Regions from separate parts of the Anas platyrhynchos genome. Here region 2 is linked to region 1. A link is a contact called in public Hi-C data. All regions are on one chromosome and are shown on one strand. Each heading gives the region's core, a stretch centred on a gene start, on an enhancer-like site or on the middle of the called end of the contact. The rest is flanking DNA. Distances are from core to core; before and after follow the strand shown. Region 1 overlaps LOC101798394 (a long non-coding RNA gene). Region 2 overlaps LOC101798394 (a long non-coding RNA gene).

Region 1 (4,068 bases), core at 961-3,460:
GAAGAGGAAGAGTTGTCCAGGCACATTAATTGCTATATGGGACAAGGAGTTAAAGAACTTCTTAAAAAGAAATTTAAAAGTCAGTTCACGTATTGTGCAGATTTTATGATGCTTACTTCTGTAGATAAGCTTTTTATATTATCCTAGCAGAGCCAACAGACTGCTCAATCAATGTCACGGTGTCCACATACAGCAGAGGAGCTGCTAGGTTTGTAACAGAGATTGTTCCTGCATGTTCTTATCCTTAATAATCTTCCTAACAATTTGTAAAATGAAAAGAAAATGTAAAGAAATAATGACATTTAACTTTTTTATGCCCTGTATCACTGATGTCACCAAGGATTATAACTTCTCACTGCTCTCCAAATGCAGCTGAGGAATCAGATATACCAGTATATCCCTTGCTTCTGTCTTCAAAAAGTGGCAAACTTCTTCCTTTGAAACCAGTACTAATGACATTTTACAGTTGAAAAACAACTGGTGACAACCTCACAAAAACAGTTTTAAAAGATATTCAAGCATCAAACTTCCATTGATTCCCTTGGAAATTATGACTTTGAATACACATAAATATCTAGGCACAAGTAACTATTCAAATTTTCCCAGGTCAGCTACTAAACACCCCTTTAAAATTACTTTCTTAAACAGGTGTTTTCTGAACACTGTTTGAGATACTTCCCTCTTCTGAACAGCCAATACTGTGAACAGATTGCCACATGCAAACACTTGTCCACAATATAGCATGCCCTCTTCCTTATATAATATGGATCTTTAGCAGTTTTGTACTGTAGTAGAAATCTCCGAATACGAGCAAAAGCATCTCTCTGACAATACTGCATTTATGTAGTTTTCCACAAAGATTCTTCATCCTGTGGTATGCATGGAGTCCCTCAGCTCTGCTGATAAAAGGTGAAGTATACTGAGAGATTAGACCTTGAGGAGGAGATGGCAGTGAGATGCTGAAACACGCAACCTTGTTTATCATATCCAGCATTCCAAGTATGCTTTGGGATTTTTTCCAAGTATTTATCTCCCGGTTTACTTTACTAAATCGTTTTAAAAAAAGAGCGGAGTGGCACTGAATAGGAACTGATTACATATTTGATACTTTGCTGTCTGGAAAATGGTTTAGACTGAACTAGTCTTTTGGTGATATGAACATTGGAAACCAACAAAAAATCTACGTGTACTTCCCTTTATTTCTGCAGAAGGCAGAGACAGTGTTAAATTTCTGGTATGGACTGTGCAGCCTGTGAGACATGATGCTTGCTAAATAAAAAGTATTAAACACTACAGTTTCAAAGCTGTTTTTTATTTGTTTTTATTTGTTCAATATTTTCAAGGGTAACACATGGAGAAAAAAATGAAGTGACTGATAACAGATGATTCTAAATTGTTGGCTTTAGTAGCACGAAGTAAAAATGCAAATGCATTATTGAATGAGCACAGCAAACAGACGGCTTGGTCACCCCCACCCCATCCTGATATATAAACAGAGATTTCATTCAGAAAATGGCATTACCTTTACTCAGAACAGCCTAATTATTAGCTTAAATATACAGCACATTTTCAGTACATCTATTTTATAGCAGCTTCTCCCATGAGCTTGAGAGTACATTAAAGTGTGCTAGTAAGCATGATTATAAACCACCTACTGGATAGAGGAAGTTCTGCTATTTTATCATTTACACCACTCTGCTAACAAATGGAAAAAAGGGCACTGTAAATTTAACAGCAGGCATACATATCTTCATTTATTCTTCCATCTTTTTAGCTTGCAGCTAAACTTAAGACCTGGAAGTGCAAGTAGATTAAAGCTCCATCTAGTGCCAGGGTCCTGGAAGTTACTGAAAGACTTGCAGTCAAAAAATAGCAAACACGCTTACCAAACTATCAAGAAGCAGCAAGCCTAACGGCTCAAACACACAAAGGGAAGTCAGTTGGAATTACTCTTACATTGTATAAGGGCTTAATTTTAAAGATGCTGTGTCTTGTACCAAACAGAAGATACCTGTTGGATACAGACAACATTCTCCAAATGCGCACATCCCAGTCTGTGGAACCAAGCTTCCACTCAGGCAGTTCTCTCCGTGGCAGCAATGTACGATTATTATGGTAATATTCTGCACTACTGACCTTCTCCTGATCCAGTGAACACAGCGGGTGCAGGCAGGGAGGGAACACAGAGCACTCCTCCCTGAAGCCCACTGCCTGGAGCTAGGGTACTCTCAAGAGAAGGGGAAAATCCGTGTTTGAAACTGCTCAGAAAAACAGATCCCACTCCTGGACTTCCCATTCCTTGCCAAGTGCTTCCAAACTGCTACACAGCAAAGGCTCAGCCCAGCTGCAGAGGCCACTTCATCCCACAGGGCCTGACACCTGCACACCTGCAACGTGTGCCCTCGCAGGCTTCGCCACCCAAAGCCAGGCCAGAAACAAAGCTGGCATCAGGACAGAAACTTATGAGCAAGTGCCTATATTCTGTTTTTTGGATGTACCTCCTGGTTACTTTCTCCTTTCTTTCAGCAAAGCAGTTCATAAATAAAATCTTTGTTTTAATTCTGGAATTTACTGTAGTGGTATTTAATAGTATGTATAAAATGGCAAAAAAAAAAAAAAAAAGAGAATTCCCAATTAATGCTAAAAAAAACACAAAAAAACAACAGTCCACAGCTAAAAGAAAGATAAAGCACAGGGAAAGGGAGCAGGGGAATTGACAGAAGGGAAGAAGAAAGAAAGAAACAAAGGAACTTCAGCAAAGTTAGCAGAATGGTTCGATTAATCTTTGTTAAACTCAATTTACCATTCTGCATGCTGTAAGGCGATCATGTTTGTACTGTGGTTAAAATTGCAAATCCTTTTGTGACATTTCTATTTCCTGTTACAGGATATAGTTTCTAAAATAGCAAATATATATACACAAAATATTTACTCATTTAAATTAGAAACATTTTTTTCCACAAAGCCACACATTTTCTGATTAGTCCTTAATGATATTTGATAAAAATTATTATTCTCTCAAACTAATAAATATCAGAAACTACTACCAAGCAGTTACAATGCTTTAAGCATGGAGAGTGAAATGTAATTTTTCACCACTAACTACTTCTCTTTAAAAAAAAAAAAAAAAAAAAAAGTTGGAACTAGAGACAAATATGTGAAGAAGAACGAGAAAAAACTGTGCCCAATAGAAATACATTATAAAAGAATACGATGGAAAAGCGTATAAGCTGGCATTTGAGGAACTGCCATTTCCACTGCTGCAGACATCATTTGACTGATGACTGTCTCAACTTCTACACCAGCAGTAGATTTTGAGAAAAAAATACGCATTTGTCTACATGCTGCCTCCAAGCTGTCCTATTTTAGTAAAGCAGTTCCATTTTCTTCCAAAGAGCACATATTCCAATTCATCCAACTAAGCCATATCTACAAATAGGTTATTAATGGTTTTGAAAAACTTGGGCCCTAATGGTTTTATACATGGCTTGACTACTAGCCAGCATTTACCATTATTTTCTCAAAAGACATCCTCTGATGACGCCATGAGAAAGTGTCTTTAATGAAAGAAAATGAAAAAAAAAAAAATCTAGTTGGTGCTAATGTTCTCTTCCAATGTTTTTCCACATTTTTTTGCAATGCAAAGTGCTAAAACTGTACCTGTTAGTAACTCTGCAACCAAAAACGCATTATGTTACAACTGTGTTATGCACACTATTCTAAACTAATAGTTAAAACACAGGTTTGTCCAGCAGGACATGGTAACAGGATGGTAACTCAGATTGTTAACAACCAAAGCAATAATATGATGGATTGTTGATTATGATATATATATGAATTTTTGGTATATCAAAGTCATGTATTTTTGTTGAAGAAAAGTGGTCCTCATTCTGCATTTTACATTTGAGTTTCAAAGAAAAATGAAAGAGGAGGAATCTTTTCACTCTTCTAGAGAAACGTTAACACACCTGAGTTACAAATCTTTAAAAAGTACCCTTTGCCATTTCATATTTACCTTAACTGTAAGTACAGACAAGTTGTGTTAGATGCATCTTTCCCATGTACATT
Region 2 (4,068 bases), core at 1,010-3,509, 34 kb before region 1:
TCCTGGGGAGCCAGGTGCTGCCACCCAACATGGCCTGACAGCACCAAGCAAGGGTGCCACGGCTGCTGTGAGCACACACTTCTAGAATTTTCTCTCTTCATCCTCTCCTTACAACAGGCATTATCTCCTCTGGCCCTGATGGGACCAAGCCAAGGGCTGGCGGGCCTTGATGTGTCCTTCCAGTATCACCACTCATCTGCTCTCCTGTCTCCAGCAGATCATTTCACTGCCATGGTCCAGTTCACAGGTGAACGCTGCTGCATTTTCTCCTTTCTTACAGCAGATCCTGAGGGTTTGCAGATGGCAAACATGGCACAAAAATTGAACTGTATTGTTAACAGGAGTGAAAGGTCCTCCAACTCCTAGCTATCTGGGGGATCTGGCCATTGAATATAAAGATAGATTCTCCCTTAACAACAGTATCAGGCTTGCTTACTCTTGCTTAATTATTTTTGTACACCATGGCTCTGCAACCTGACTGTTCATACTCTGCACAGCTTCAAGGTAGATCACAGCCATTTGTCAAACCAAACTGTTTGACAGTCTGCGGATACATATATTTGCCATCTGCAATCTATTCCTTGGTTTGTGGCGCATATTTTCAGTGCTTGCTTTCAAAAGATGTTTCATATTTCCAAGGGCTTCTTCATAACCTCCACCAACAAAACCTCACACAGTTTAATTGTTGACAGCTGTGTTGAGAAGTATTTTACATTTCTTCTGTTTTTCCTGTTGTTGCATGCACATGGGTTGCAACATTAAGGACCGTTTGGCTGTGTAACATGCACCAGGGTGTGGAAAGCACATGATTACTTCAGAGAGGGTATTACTGCAGGTTTCAATTGTTTCTTATGGTTTTAGAGATATCTGCAGCTATGTATGTTCAAACAATGACAAGTAAAATACATTTAAGCAAATGGATGTGAAACTCTGAAACTACCAAATAAATATTGACAGAGAAGTACATGGCTAATTAGCATAACAACTGTACGTAATGTGCTCAGGCAGCTGTGTCCTTACACAAAGGAAAACCCAATGCTATCAATTCATTCAGAGTCAGGAAAGTTTGCGAAGTTGCATGTTCCTTGCCAGACTCTGAGGACCAGCAGGGTCCATCCTTGACACAGGCAGGCACCTGCTGCAGCACCCAGCAGGCCAGCCTGTTGTTATGGGTAGGCCAAGCAGGGAGGCAGGACCTCTGCTTGCACCTACCTGTAACACACAGAGAGAAAAGGATCAACAGCCATTGATACAACTCAGAAACAGAAGAGCTTGGCACAGGCAGTCCGCATGACTCTGAACTGAAACCCAACTGTGCAGAGACCTGTGCTGTCCCTGATGCATCCCATGTCCCGCAAAGTCTTGCTCCAAAGCAGTCAGACATGTAGATGCAGCAAAAAGCTCCATATATATAGCAAAGGCTAGCAAATAATAAAATACCAAGTGCCTTTGTTAGTCTTGGTACATTTGACACCCTATACCCAAATATTTTTTTTTTAGTATATATTTTTATATATATAAACTATAAAGTGACACTCCTTTGGAGTCTGCACTTCAGTTTCATGGTAAAGAAGCACTCAGTCTGAAAAAACAAAATCACTACTGAATACTTTTTTTTTTGTTTGTTTGTTTGTTTTTTTTTAAGGCAGAAGAGAGTGATGCAGGAGATGTGGTGTCAGAATGTATCCAGGAGGTGTGTGGTTGTAATACTATGAAAGATGGAAAATGCTGGGGTCTAGACTGTTCTCTCTTCTTCCACGCTGAACTCAAATCTGAAACATCTGTTCACAATACACGAGATGAGCTCTCTCAGTCAAGTAACATAAGCACAAGCTCTTCCTGATATCAGTGCAGAACAATTATCTGTTAAGCCTTTCATGGAATTCTAAGAATCTAGACACTTCCGCTGTTCCCTGCAAGCACAGAATAACAATGTTTTTACCACCTGATAATCACTTGCAGACAAAAACTAACACTTTCTATTTGTAAAATATATGGCCACAGTGTTATGAAGCCTGATTTATTATTATTATTTTTCTAGAACTGAATTATATAACGTCCTTCAGAAACTACCCAGACTGGCCAGTACTATCTATATATAATACATATCTCAGGCCAGCACAATTGGCACTTGAACAGTGGGGTCTTGGTTCAGCCTATTGCAAAGATAAAGGTCAGTGGAAAACACTAAGTTTTAGATATGCATTACCACTATTAAAAGCATAAACCATACGACAGAGATTGGAATGTTAGTTCAAAGTATTGCAGAGAATTTCCTTGCAGAATTCACACCCACACATTCACATACCTCGTTGCATCTCCAGGCTTGGTAAAGAGGGATCCCGTTCCGCGTAGGGCTAAATTTTGATTTAAATACGTGTGTATATTTACGCATGAAGTACCTCTCTACTATCTAAAATCCAGTAAGCTCAGAAATAACACCATAGCAAATGAAGCAAAAAGCCATAGAACTGTGCACTATCTAGATTTTTTTCCCCTGCTTCTGCAGCTCTAGAGCAAATGTTGCCTGCAGCCCTCCTAAAATTTTCCAGAGTCAAAAGGCTTTGGACTATGGACTTCTGCTAGGGACAGGGGCAAGAAATCAGGGTCAGTTTCTGTTTCTTCTCCTGGTTTTTTATGGCAGGGGACTGGATTTGAAGTGGAAGGTTCTAAAGACCATAGGAAGAGGAGGAAAAGGGAAGAGGGGGGGAAAGGGACATGGTAGTCAGTAGCTGTCCAGTAGGCCAAAAAAAAAAAAAAAAAAAAAAGCCATTCTAGTTATTTTTGCCTTCTCTTAGTACAACAGTAGATGGAGCTCTCCTTTCACCAGCTTCAGGAGTCCATTAATGCCTGCAGCACTGCAAATTCTAGCAATGTAATTCTGTCAGCACCTGCATGAGACATATCTGTGATGGTTACAAAGGAGGGATCTCTGGCTCTATGGCTGCCCGCATGACTTTCAGCAGCACAAGATTCCCTGAAATTTCTGGATGACAAAAATGTTTGATCAACCATAGTATTGCCTTTCCTTTCAGTTAGGCACTGTGTAAAAATTTTCCTTCCTTTTGTATGTAGTTACCAGGCTTACACAGAATTCAGTACAGCTTGGGAAACAAGATGAAGGCATGTTTTATTTCTCTTGCAAAATAAGGAATGAGAAATTCTCGTGCCATATTTAGAGCTTATATAAAAATTGCATCAAAACTGGAGACTACGTTAGTTCCTGTAAAACCATCTGTATAATGTCAAGGGATCTGGGGCATATTTCTCAAACTGTTTGCAGATCTAATGCCTAAAATCTGCATGTAATAGCAGGATAGAGGAAGTGGAATGAGGAGGAACACTGGCACTTACTTGCATCTTCGCAAGCTGGGAAAAATTACAAAAATACACATTTAATTTTTCTCTTGACCCCAGTCTTCACATGCTACTGCAAGTGACTCTACTAACACTCCAACTGGACACAGAAGGCTTTCCTTATGTTGTACACTATGGGACCAGAACTACAGGCTACAGATATCTCAGGATATCAGCCAGAGCTTCTGCAAAAACAGCTGATTTACCAGGTTTTGCTGACCTTAATATCAAGACCTTGGAAACTCAGACCCCTCCTGCAAGTACATCAGGGCAAAGAGAAATGGCAAAGGAAGTACATTTCTTACAAGGAGATCTCTGACAACCTAGAAAACGCCTTCCCCCAGCGTAATTCTCCTGACTCTGATGAATGAATTTCTAGCATTAGTTCCAAGTATCTGGAAAATGGGAACATGGATAACAACATCCCAACCTGAAAAGCAAGCAGCTAAAGGAGCTCTTTTCACCTCCAGCTGTCATGAGAGCACTTGGAAAAAACAGCAGGGAAGGGCTTGGCCTAAGGGCTGAGCCTAGGATCGCCCATTGCTTTCAGCTGAAGGATGCTGTGGTATCAGCAGCATAATAAGAACTCACGATCGTTCAAAGGAGCTTGTATAAAGCCTTTCAAGTCTCCTTGATAAAGGAGAACAGGACATACCTGTTACTGCTTATGTTCCCCTTCTTGGGACAACCCTGCTGCTGGCTCAGATTTTT

The links. A called contact is a pair of places that touch in the nucleus more often than the background predicts.
Region 2: a Hi-C map of liver shows a contact between it and region 1, with 2.6 times the contacts expected there. The contact joins two enhancer-like sites. A contact is called at or near these places in 2 of 8 Hi-C or Micro-C datasets (liver and skeletal muscle).

What each region holds. Positions count from the first base shown.
Region 1 is chr9:338,258-342,325 of IASCAAS_PekinDuck_T2T, reverse strand. It overlaps LOC101798394 (a long non-coding RNA gene), which reads right to left. Exons shown (of 10, transcript XR_011811523.1): 2 at 1-4,068. Among named protein-coding and RNA genes, the nearest start is that of PFN2, 8.3 kb to the right of the region's middle. Within about 2 kb of position 2,210, at least 1 of the 8 cell types and tissues checked has an H3K27ac peak or open chromatin away from gene starts, as enhancers often do.
Region 2 is chr9:372,557-376,624 of IASCAAS_PekinDuck_T2T, reverse strand. The region is part of intron 6 of LOC101798394 (a long non-coding RNA gene); the gene reads right to left. Among named protein-coding and RNA genes, the nearest start is that of PFN2, 43 kb to the right of the region's middle. Within about 2 kb of position 2,259, at least 1 of the 8 cell types and tissues checked has an H3K27ac peak or open chromatin away from gene starts, as enhancers often do.